Regions from separate parts of the Mus musculus genome. Here region 1 is linked to region 2. The links are chromatin contacts, called in public HiChIP or PLAC-seq maps. All regions are on one chromosome and are shown on one strand. The core of a region is the stretch at or near the end of the contact, and the rest is flanking DNA. Distances in the headings are between cores, read along the strand shown.

Evidence for each region. HiChIP or PLAC-seq counts read pairs in DNA pulled down with a chosen protein or histone mark.
Region 1: a contact with region 2 is called in an H3K27ac HiChIP or PLAC-seq map of embryonic stem cells, with 4 times the contacts expected there. The contact joins the promoter of Pyroxd2 here to the enhancer-like site in region 2. A contact is called at or near these places in 4 of 39 promoter capture datasets (the 3T3-L1 cell line, the C10 cell line, embryonic stem cells and 1 more) and 7 of 115 datasets of contacts at active chromatin or transcription factors (acute myeloid leukemia, astrocytes, cardiomyocytes and 3 more).

Annotation. Positions count from the first base shown.
Region 1 is chr19:42,751,518-42,757,056 of GRCm38.p6, reverse strand. It overlaps Pyroxd2 (pyridine nucleotide-disulphide oxidoreductase domain 2), which reads left to right and starts at 4,282. Exons shown (of 16, transcript NM_029011.2): 1 at 4,282-4,720. The coding sequence starts at 4,594. Hps1 (HPS1, biogenesis of lysosomal organelles complex 3 subunit 1) reads left to right here. Exons shown (of 20, transcript NM_019424.3): 19 at 717-799; 20 at 1,261-1,867. The coding sequence ends at 1,423.
Region 2 is chr19:42,285,957-42,291,792 of GRCm38.p6, reverse strand. Crtac1 (cartilage acidic protein 1) reads left to right here. Exons shown (of 15, transcript NM_145123.5): 12 at 3,795-3,940; 13 at 4,578-4,620. All of the region lies in intron 1 of Gm34347 (a long non-coding RNA gene), which reads right to left. Among named protein-coding and RNA genes, the nearest start is that of Mir3085, 8.7 kb to the right of the region's middle. Within about 2 kb of position 3,637, at least 8 of the 459 cell types and tissues checked have an H3K27ac peak or open chromatin away from gene starts, as enhancers often do. A contact at or near this core is called in embryonic stem cells, where this site is marked.

The DNA.
Region 1 (5,539 bases), core at 3,033-5,532, 460 kb before region 2:
AACCCAGACAATGTCACTAGAAACCAAGATTTGATGTCCTGAGCCTCAAGTTCCTACTCTTCCTAAGTGCCCCAGAGTACTAGAGCTTCCAAGGACAAGTATTTGGTGACTAGAGTGGCCCCGTGGGGCAGTGGAATGCAGCCCAGCCGTGGGAAGCCAAGTTTTGACCACTGACTATGACACTCAAGCCACACAAGGGTCCCTGAACACTGCTGAGTCATCTCCCTATGGGGCAGGCCTCACGGTGCCACCCGAGCCTCTGGTGGGAGGATCTGTGGACACCGTCATCGTGCCTGGCACTGTACATGTGCCTAGCTCATCCTCTTCTCCCCTACCTTACCCTGCCCTGACAATTCCCATTTCTTCCAAAACAGAGACTTTGGGTCTTTTGAGAATTCTTTGTTTCTCAAGACACACACACACACACACACACACACACACACACACACACACACACTCTTCCTGGGCCTTTGTGAGCTCCTCACTACTGCAGCCTCGCCTGTTGGTAGCAAAAGCTGCACAGTATGGTCAGAACTGATCACGGGGCCCCATTCCATTGTGTAAGGTGGTGGTGGCTCTCTCTCTCCTTCCCAGGCAAGGAAGTAAGGCAAAAAGCCAGGCCCTGCAAGGGCTCCCACACACCCCTTCAAGCCCAGCCCCACCCTTACACACTGCTCCCTCCCTCTCATTCTAAGACCATCTTCCCCCTCCCACAGGGATACAAACTGCAGATGATTGAGGTGCCTGTCCTCTCGGATGACTCCGTCCCCATTGGCGTGCTGGGAGGTGACTACTACAGGTGACACTGACTGGCCCCGGAGCCACATGTGCCCCAGGTGTTGGTGGCAAGGCCTCAAGCTCCCATGGGCAATAGCCTTTCTAAGAGAGAGCAGCTACCTTGATAGGATAGAAACCTGGTGGGAATCCCACAGGAAGAGAAGAAGCATTCGAAACACGCCCTGCTCTCCTGCTGCAGCACGGTCTTGGCTGCGTGGGAAGACTTCAGTAGGACGGACACACACACACACACACACACACACACACATACACACACCACACACACACCCTCTGTCAGCTAGAACACTGTCCAAAGATAGCCCCCAAGAGAGGGACTGTGTCCTGGTGTTGAGCTGGAGCTTAGGGACATTAGGTAGTGCCACACCCTGGGCCATTCTGTGAGAACTGTGGGGTGGACATTTGGAGACTTCTGTGGCCAGGAAGACCCCTAGCCCTGCCTGAGTCCTGTCCCGTCTCCTGCAGGAAACTTCTGCGCTACTACAGCAAGAGCCACCCCTCGGAGCCCGTCAGGTGCTATGAGCTGCTCACGCTGCATCTGTCCGTCATCCCCACGGACCTGCTGGTGCAGCAGGCCAGCCAGCTGGCCCGGCGCCTGGGGGAGGCCTCCCGGGTGACCCTGCCCTAGGCCGTCTTGCTTGCAGGCTTCTTCCAGTGCCTTCTCTCATACCCCACTGTGGACTCCTCCACAAAGGCTGAGGAGCAAGCCTTCTCTGAAGGGCAGGGATGCCATGATTCTGTGGCCCCCAGAACTGTGTGGTCAGAGGTGGCAGCAGCTGCTCTGGGAAGCTGCCCTTCTGGGTGCCCGGGAGAGCAGAAGAACGTCTTAGTGCTCAGGCTGTCTGAAGCCACCCACTTCCTGCCATTCTGCATAGGGTAGCTGCTCCCTACCCCAATCAGAAGGTACTCCCTCTGGCTGGCGCCATTCCAGCTTGGCTCCTGCTCCCTTGCAACTGAGTGGATCCAGTTTCCTCACAAATTGAACTGACAACACCTACCTTTCAGGGTGGTCAGGAGGATTGCTGGATGTGCTCGGGTGCTCAATAAATGTTGATTCTTGTCATTATTCAAGCCTGTCCCTGGCCTTTCCTGTGCCACTGAGATTCCCTTGCCTCCTAAATACCATGATTTGGGAAAAAAAATATCATGTATGTGTGTATGTATTTGTGTGTGTACATATCTGCCTTCTACCTACCACTCTTTAGGATGCCCATTTTATTGGGAAGAGGGTGTTGCACATATGCGCTTGAGACCAGAGGTCGGCTATAGGAGTTCTCCAGATGCCATCCACCTTGTGTTTTTGAGATGGTCTTTCACTTGGTCTAAAGCTAAGCTAGCCTGGCTTACCAGCAAGCCCCAGAGCCTACCTGGCTCCCTCCCCTGACTCCTAGCACTAAGGTGCATGAGAGCCACCACTCAATGGGTTGTTTTTTATGTTGTCATGACTGTGTGGCAAGCACCTGACTAACTGAGCTATCTCCCAGCCCCACTAGGATACCCGCTTTAAAACTATAAAAGTTTTCTCTTAAGTCTTAGAAGCCACATGGTATGAGGTATCTAGTTTAACCCATACCCCCCACTTTACTATCATCCCTGGGTATCTGTGGAGTATATTCCAGCAACCCCTGGAGATAGCAATATCTGCAGACTTATAGCATTTTCTTAGAGCCCTCAAATCCCCTCTACTTTAATCTCTGTGTGTCTTACACCACAAACTATTCAAATACCATTGAACTCGTTATTGTACCTGCTGAGTGAACAAAGACAGAACAGGTGTCTGCTTACTGAGTGCAGATGCAGCTGTTTATTAAATACATCGATTTCTAATTGATTGCATGAGTGTGGAGGTAGAGGCTTTGGACTCGGGGTTTTAGGAGAGATTCTTGGACAGTGTAAACCTTCCTCGTGTGCGGAGTGCTGCCCATGCTGAGGGTCGAGGGATTCTCAGAGGCCCTCTTACTCAGCCATCTTTGCCATGCCTTCTGGGTTTGAATCATTTCTGACACAGGTTCCTATTACCGTCTAGGGGGTCTTGATCCAGTTCATTTTCTCTGGCAGTTAAAGACTTCAAAGGGAAGGAAAAAAATCTTGAGAGCCAGAGAAATAAATTCTCAAACATAGCAACCAGCAGCAGACAGAAACACTGGAGAGGCTTTTATTAGGGGTGAAGAAATACACCCCAGCAGGGTACACACAGAGAAAAGGCCGTCTGCACAGCAAAGGAGGTGCCCTGGAACCCAAAGGGCCAGGGCTTTTAAGAGTGGGGTAAGCAAGGCCTGGGCTGGCCTTGAACTTGTCATCTGGTCCCTGGGCAGGCAAGTCTACTTGTTAGCATTTCCTGTAGGCTTCTCCTAACAGTTACCTAGCAAGGGCTAGGTGTGAGCCAGGAGCCAGGCACATAAGGACTGTTTGGGCTGCTGCTTCTGCTTCTCTGCCTCCTCCCTCCCTCCTTCCCTCCCTCCCCCTCCCTTCCTCCTCCTCCTCCTCTTCCTCTTTTCTCTTTCCCTCTCCCCCTCCCCGTTCTCATCCCCCTCCCCTTGTTCTCTCCCTCCCTCTATCTCTCCTCCCCTCCCCTCCCCACCCCATCTTTTTCCTCTCCACGTGTTCTTGCTGGCCACTGCCCTTCTTGCTCCTCTCTCTTTCTGTCCTTCTCTGTCCCCTTTCTTTCTCTTCCTCTACTCCTTTCCCCACACCCCCTTCCCGGGTCTCAGATAAACTTCCTTCTATACTAGGCCTGTCCTATGGCTGACACCTCAGAGGAACGCCTCAGCATGGGCCTGCTAAAGCACCCCTCTGCTGCAGCATACCCAGTTTTTAAAAAAACAGCGCTACTAGCCAAGAAAAACCTCGTCAGGCTTTTGTCCCAGGTCAGGAGGGTAAGGAGGAAGCCAGCCATCTTGGAAGCTGGCCAAAGTTATGACCTAGCTACGGCTCCGCCCCCATCTGTCTTTCTCTTGTCCAAACTGCCACACAAGGCTGCCCGTTTCATGATTGCAGCTCGCCACTTCCAATGCCTTTCTCCTGTAGAGGAGTGACTCCTGAGGAGTGGACCGGTCCTCTCTGTTCAAGATAGGGCACAGGGATTGTATGTATGGACTCATACTAGTTGAGGTAATCTACAGGTGTGAGCCCAAATCTTTGAGAAACTTTGGAAAACTGGAAAGGTGCCCAAACTGTCCATATCCTTCCTCCCAGCAAGACTAGCCTCACTGGAGTGTGCGTGAGAGAACACACACACAGCTCTTGGAGACGTGGGTGGCCTTTTCTGTCGTCCAAAGGCACTGAAAGATGACTGGGGAGGATCCCGCAACAAGGAGCAGTGGTCACCTTGCAAGGTCCCTGACTACCAGACAAGCAGGAGTAAAGTCTGAGTTGACAGCGCCCATCCCACAGCTTAGGATCTCGGCCCCGCCCCCAGGCTTCTGCCGGTACAGAAAAGGGAGGCAAGAGGAAGGCGGGGCCTCTGCGTTGGCTCCTCTTCTCCCTTAGCCCACTACCGGGCCTGGGAGAACCTAGTTAAATTGTTCTCTCTTTGGTCCCTACTCGCTTGACTCCTGGAGGCTACTCAGACTCTGCCACCTACTCGCTTGACTCCTCGAAGCTACTCAGACTCTGCCAGTTCTTAGCCTACATGCCCCCTCCTCTAGGCTGGCTTGCGCAAACTCAGAGCCGCAGAAGCTCGGACCCTGGGAAACGGTGGCCCAAGGCCAAGGCTGACACTGAACTGTAACTCCCAGCCCCTCCCCTTGCCTGGGCCTCTGGAAAGCTGACTGTGCAAGCAAATTGCTGGGGGCAGAAATGGCTGCCGGCGGCCGAGGTCTCATCAGGGCCTTGCACTCCTCTCCCTGCCCTACTTGGAAACGAGCTCAGTCGGGAGCCAACGGGCGCCTGAAGCCCGAGTACGATGCCGTGGTGATAGGAGCAGGTAAAACCAAAGAGGGCAGAGCCAGAGCTCAGGGAAGGAAGGCAGCGTTCTGCCCACCGGCCTTGGAGGGGCCTCCAAGGAGCCTTGCTGCTGCCTCTCCTATGGGCACGACCTGGCCGGGAGTTCCAGTGAGCAGGACCTGGGATGGAAGTCCTCCCTGGCCTGGGAATCAGGATCCCTGGGTTCTAATTCCACCCTGGTGTGCTGTGTGGACTAGAACGGCTCTTGCCTTCTGGGTTTAAACCTTTCTCTCTAGAATGATAATGAGTGACTAAATAAACGCAGGAGTTTCCCTGTATCTCCCGCAAAATGAGTGAGTTCCTCCCGGGACCTTATGCAGGAAGCAAAGACCTCCGGACTGTAGACAAATGAGAGCCAATCTCACTTCTGCGATCATCCATTGGAAAAGGAAGCCAGAGTTGTTTCATAAAGAGAAAAGGTGGTTGAGGGGTTCCCAGACACCCTAATGCATCCACAAAGGGTGTCATCTCCCATGGCTTCCCTCAGACATAGATACCTGCTACAGTGGTGGTCCTGCAACATCTTGCTGACTCTCAGCCTCAAGTACTAGGTTAAGGCATAGCCTAGGGCCAGGCTGCACTCCACACCAGGGCCTTCCGGGTCACACTTTTGGGACCTGAAGGCTTTTATTCCCAGCTGGGCTTTTACATAGATGATAGCAGGTTCACATTTTTTTGTGAGACGCATCACACAGCTTTAAATAAATGCTGGCCTGGTTTGGCTTCTTCTTGTGTCTACTGAGAACCACCCTCTCCAATTTGTGCACGCATGAGTGAGTGTTTATTATACACAGACTTG
Region 2 (5,836 bases), core at 2,388-4,887:
GGGCATTATGGGTCTTTTTCCTTCTCCGGCTGACCCTGCCCTCACTCCAGGGACCTCACTCCAGGGAACCTTAACCACATTCGCAGTTCCTGCACAGCTGCCCCCTCCCCGCACCATCCCTTGTCGCGGCTCCTCCTGGGTGCAGGCCACCTGCCGGCTTCATAAATAAGCCTTTCTGTTTATAGTGTTGACTACTGCCCACCCAGCCCCCAGGGCTGCCTCTGCCCTTCCTGACTGCCAGTAGGCTGAACCAGTGCACAGCCAATCCCAGCAAATGAAAACAAGTCCTGCCAACCCGCTTGGCCCCTGTATGCCCCGACTGTGGTCACCCACTCAAGTTCTCCCAACCCCACGCACTGATACCACCCCACCCCACCCCCCTTCTACCACACCTTCCCTTCAGCTAATTGTTTGTAAGTGCCTCAAAGCTGCCTCCAAACCGGCTGGTGCTCATTTAGGGAAGGAAAATTCAGTGGCCCACATAAAAATGCCTTTATTAAAGTGCAAAAATATTCCACCGACTGTATTCCCACCATCTGTTTTGCTTGTAATTCCGAAGAGCACAATTCCATGTGGCTCCCTGGCCTTTGTCCTTTCAAAGCTGCCAGAGGCAACTCCCTGCTGTTCCTGACCTATGTCTCTGCTGGGTAATAGTGTCCCCTAGGCAGACCCCTCCCTGCACATAAGCCCAGCAGAGTGGCTGCCTTGGAGGCCAGGAGCCAGGTCCTCCAGCTTCAGAACACTGGAGATGCCTGAACAGCAGCCTAAGGTTGAGGATCTATCTGCCTGTCCCAGGACAGAGCCTGGGTTCCAGCCCTGGCTCAGGCATTCCCAAGTCACTTCCCGCCTTGCCAAGCCTAGGTGTCTACATTCAGAAAGTGGACACAAAACACCAAGCTTCAAAGTTCCTCCCTCGGTTCCTGCCCCCCACATCCCACCTAATAATATCCTTCCACTCTGCCTCCCCCGACTTTAAACTTCTACATCTTCAGACACAACTTGCTCTTCCACACCAGTGTCCTTACCAAGCAGCTCCCAACCTTAGAACACCTTTCTTCTCTGTCTCTGACCGAATGGACTGGCCTGCTGTTCTCACCAACCCTGTCCCAACACCTCCCTCACTTGTTATGATAACATTGTGATTGTTTTTCCCCACAGCCACCCGAATCCTCCAGGTTGCCTGGGTCCTTTCTGTTCAAGGCTGAATCCTAGATACCTACTCGATATTTAATATTATGATATGGTCACTGGGTAGGGGCAGTATAACAAGGGTGGATCTCTGGGGTCACACAGGCCTTGGGTGGGTGACTGGGTAGTGTCCCTGGCCTCTCCAAGTCTCAGTGTTCTAGTCTCTAAGATGAAGATGTATGAAGGTCTGTTGACACCGTGAGGCGTCAGGTCTGGTCTGAGCATGCTGTCAGTCTAAGACCTGTCTAAGAACTGACCAGAATGCCAAGGGTGATACATGGTCAGTGGAAGTTGTGTCTTCATGATCCAAGGGTGAGAGGCTGTGCTGCCCAGGGCGGAGGGGCTGTGAGCCAGCCAGCACCTTCAAGTTTCAGACAAATAAACCAAGGCTGGAAAAGGATGGCTTGCTTACTTACCTAACAGCCCCTCCCTGGTGCGTAGGGAGAGACCCTGGTCCAGCGCCACATGCCCCGCTGGGGGCTGCAAATTTGAGTCTATGAATATTCCTCAACTCTTTTGAGTTATTTGTGGCTTCAGTCAGGCTGTAAAATGTATTCATGGAGCTGTTCCGTTGGCTTAGGTGAGAAACACTTGCTTTTGTCTCCTTTTTTTTTTTTAAACGGAAAATGTTTGCTTTTCAAATGTGCCACTTAATTTGGGCACGTGCACGCCCTAAAAAATGCCAGATTTCATGTTGCCTCACGATTCTGTTTTAAAACAGAAGAATTATACTTGGCCTTCTTCTGGTCCTTTCCCAACCCGGATCTGGGAGTTGTGGGGATAGCAATTGGCCTGCTGAGAGGCTGCCTCGGACTAGATAGGGGGTTCTTAACCTGTGGTTCCAGACCCCTCTAGAGTTGAAGGACCCTCTCACATATATTTCTGTTACAATTCATGATAAGTAAGAAAACTACAGTTATGAAGTAGCACAGAAAATAATTTTATGTTTGGGGGTAACCACCACATGAGGAACTGTATTCAAGGGGTGCAGCACTGGAAACGTTGAGAACCTCTGATCTAGATGAAGCAAAACCTGGAACAGACAGGTGAGCTGTCCAAGCCTCACCCTGCCCCAGGGATCTGTGGGAGGAGCGGGGATGTCCTCTGAGCCTTTCCCATGACTGTCCCTGCACTCTTCCAGCGATGTACTGGGCACTGCCTGCCTTCCCTTACAACCTGAGAAAGGCTGGCAGGTGCTGCTGATCAACCCCTAAGTCATCACCATTAGCCAGACCTTGCCACAGGGCTAGCCCACTTCCTGATGCAGGAGCTGAGCGGACGTTAGAAATGCCTAAACACTGGACCAACCTTCCCAACCTGTTTCCTGATGTGTTGCTATAGCATGCTGCTGTAGGGATGTGTGTGATGGATTCACAAGGGACAGTGTCTGAGCTTTACAAGTATCTTCTGTTTGTCTTTGTTGTTGTTTTAAGATTTTTTTAATTTTATGTATGTGAGCACACTGTAGCTGTACAGATGGTTATGAGCCCTCATGTGGTTGTTGGGAATTGAATTTTTAGGACCTCTGCTCTCTCTGATCAACCCCACTCTCTCCACTCGGCCCTGCTCGCTCCAGTCAACTCCACTCGCTCAGTCCCTGCTTGTTCCGGTCTAAAGATTTATTTATTATTATACATAAGTACACTGTAGCTGACTTCAGACACACCAGAAGAGGGAGTCAGATCCCATTATGGATGGTTGTGAGCCACCATGTGGTTGCTGGGAATTGAACTCAGGACCATCGGAACAGCAGTCAGTGCTCTTAACCACTGAGCCATCTCTCCAGCCCCCACAGGTATCTTTTGTAAATGGCTCGGATCTGCAGTGGCCTTCCTTAGGTGCCCTCAATCCCCATCTTTCCTGTAAGCTTTACTTACAGCTCAGTTCAAGTGCCTCCTCCCCAGGAGTTTGACCTTGACTACTGAACAGGATCTGGCCAGCCCTGAATGACTCCTTGTCCTTTCTTCACAAAGCGTGTCAATAGACACCATGATTTATTTCTTTATTTGTCTGTTTGCCCACCTCCCAGATGGACAGGGAAACCCATGAGGAGACATTCCAGTCACAGGAAGGGGTGTGGCTCTAGCAGGGCTCCAGAAATAGAAATGTGAGCGAGCTCGGAAGGTCACACGAGTTGGCTGGAGAGCTAGGATTTGTCCCCAGGACTCCCAGCCACCTGCTCTGGTCATGTTCTTTCAGCATACCAAGCAAGTGACAGAGCCAAGATGTGAACCCCTGGCTCTGAAGTCAACCTGCTTCTCTCTGAGCCACACAGCTCCCCAAATTCAACCTCCTCATGCCTGTTCTGTTGCCTAGAATGCATCATGTAGCTGTTGAGATGTAAATTAATTTAAATTAAGTAAAATGCTAAATTCAGTAACTCTCATCCTGCACCGCGGCCAGGGGCTAGTGCACTGAACAAGGCAGACACTGGGCTTTTCCATCACTAAAGAATGGTCGATTGGACAGTATGGCCCCAAAGAGGAGCTTCTAAATCGTTCCCACGGCCCTTAGGAGAGTGTGTCGTCAGTTACAACCTTTGTTACCATAGTTACTCCAAGAGGCCCTCTCTCTCATGCTCCTGACCCTTCTCCTTCCTCCCACAGGACGGGATGAAGCCAGCAGTGTGGAGGTGACGTGGCCAGATGGCAAGATGGTGAGCCGAAGTGTGGCCAGCGAGGAGATGAACTCGGTGTTGGAGATCCTCTACCCCCAGGATGAGGACAAACTTCAGAACACAGCCCCACTAGAGGTGGGCCAAAGCCTCTGGGCCGCATAGTCAAAAAAACAAAACAAAACAAAACAAAACAAAAAGCAAGCATCACCCATGATCCTAGGGGTAAATCTGTAGACTTGCCCTCTAGAATCAAAGAGTAATAGAGATGGTCTCAGCAAAGGGCAGGCTTCAGATGATGTCGCCATGGGTTGTGCACCCATTTTACAGACGAGGAAACCAGAGGCCCAGAGAATGAAGCCAAAGCCAGCTAAGGTTGTTGTGCACTGTGTTGAGAACTGATTCCTACTTTCGGTATTTTCTGAATACCTGAAGAGGCCTCCTCTTGTCCTTGGAAGAGGCTCAGACCATACACCAGAATTCTGGAGGCTTTTTAGAGGTCAGCTCTAGTCCACTTTCAGGTCTATCTGAGGTACATAGTTCTCTAGTACAGGGAGAGTGTGGATTATAACTGTTCTGCCTTCCCCCACCCACACCATCTCTCTCCATTCTTAGCTCAAGGCTAGAATAAGAGGGAGGGGCTCCCCTCAGGCCCAGGCTAAAAGCACCTCTCAAGCTGCAATCAGGGTGACAGCTACTCTGTTACTGTGACTAGGAGGGAACTGAGATGAGGCCTCTCAACTCACAAGTGTCTCTGCTTCTGCCCACCTTGCAGTGCGGCCAAGGATTCTCCCAGCAGGACAATGGCCATTGCATGGGTGAGTTGCCTATAGGCACCAGAGGACGGGGCAGAGGCTGGGATCTTCCTGGGGACTGTCAGCCTGACCTGCCAAGGTCCAAGACGCAGACAGGGGCTAGAAAGATAGGGAGAAAAAGGTACTATTGGTCCTTAGGGTTCCAGATGCCAAAACTCCATGACTCACCAAGGTGAAAGTGACATTAGCAACTGCAGGCTGATTCAGTTCACTGCTGGGCATTGGCAGGGCCAGCCTGCCACCTGGGGATGGCATGAGTCGTCTCAGTATCTACTGAGACTGTGATGGATAAGCTTCACCCTGGCAGAGGCAGAGCAGAAGCATGCTATGGCCAGCCTGAGAAGCAGCCAGCGAGAAGGATGGGAGAGATGAAGGGGGAGATGATTGAGGAAGGCGCTTGGGCACAGCAGGGCTGGAATGTGATCTCAGTGCAGATAGGGTGCTGCAGCCTGGTCCAGCACAGGGAAGGCTCATAGCTGCCAGATGCCAGCTCAGCAAGGGTCTCATGACTTTCTTTCTTTCTTTGTTCTTTTTGGGTTTTTTTTTTTAAAGATTTATTTATTTCATTTATATGAGTACACTGTAGCTGTCTTCAGGCACACCAGAAGAGGGCATCAGATCCCATTACAGATGGTTGTGAGCCACCATGTGGTTGCTGGGAATTGAACTCAGGACCTCTGGAAGAGCAAGCAGCCAGTGCTCTTAACCACTGAGCCATCTCTCCAGCTCCTCGTGACTTCCTAAAGTCTCCCAATATGCTATGAAGGGGATAATCTAGCAGCCCAGTGTCCAGAAGATGTCCAACCCAAAGCCTTACATCCTGACTGATGTGTTTATAAAAAAGAGAAAGAGAAAGGGAGTATGTTCTATGGGGGGAGGGTCTAGCCAGATATGGGGAAAGGGGTGTCTTAGCAGCCCCATGCCTAGGCATCCCTTCCCCCTAAGGGACCAGCCACATGACAGTATAGTATAGAGTTTATTCAGGGCATGGGGAGGGGAGTTAAGAGGATAGTAGAGGCAGAGAAAGGTAGAGAGAAGAGAGTAGAGAAGTAGAGGCTGGCCATGACCACGTGGAGAGAGGGGGGAAGGGAAGGAGGAAGGGAAGAGCCCAAGAGGGAAGCAAGAGAACAAGTGAGGGAGGAGGGGGCAAGCAGCCCCTTTTATAGTAGGTCAGGCCTACCTGGCTGTTGCCAGGTAACTGTGGGGAGGAGCATACCTG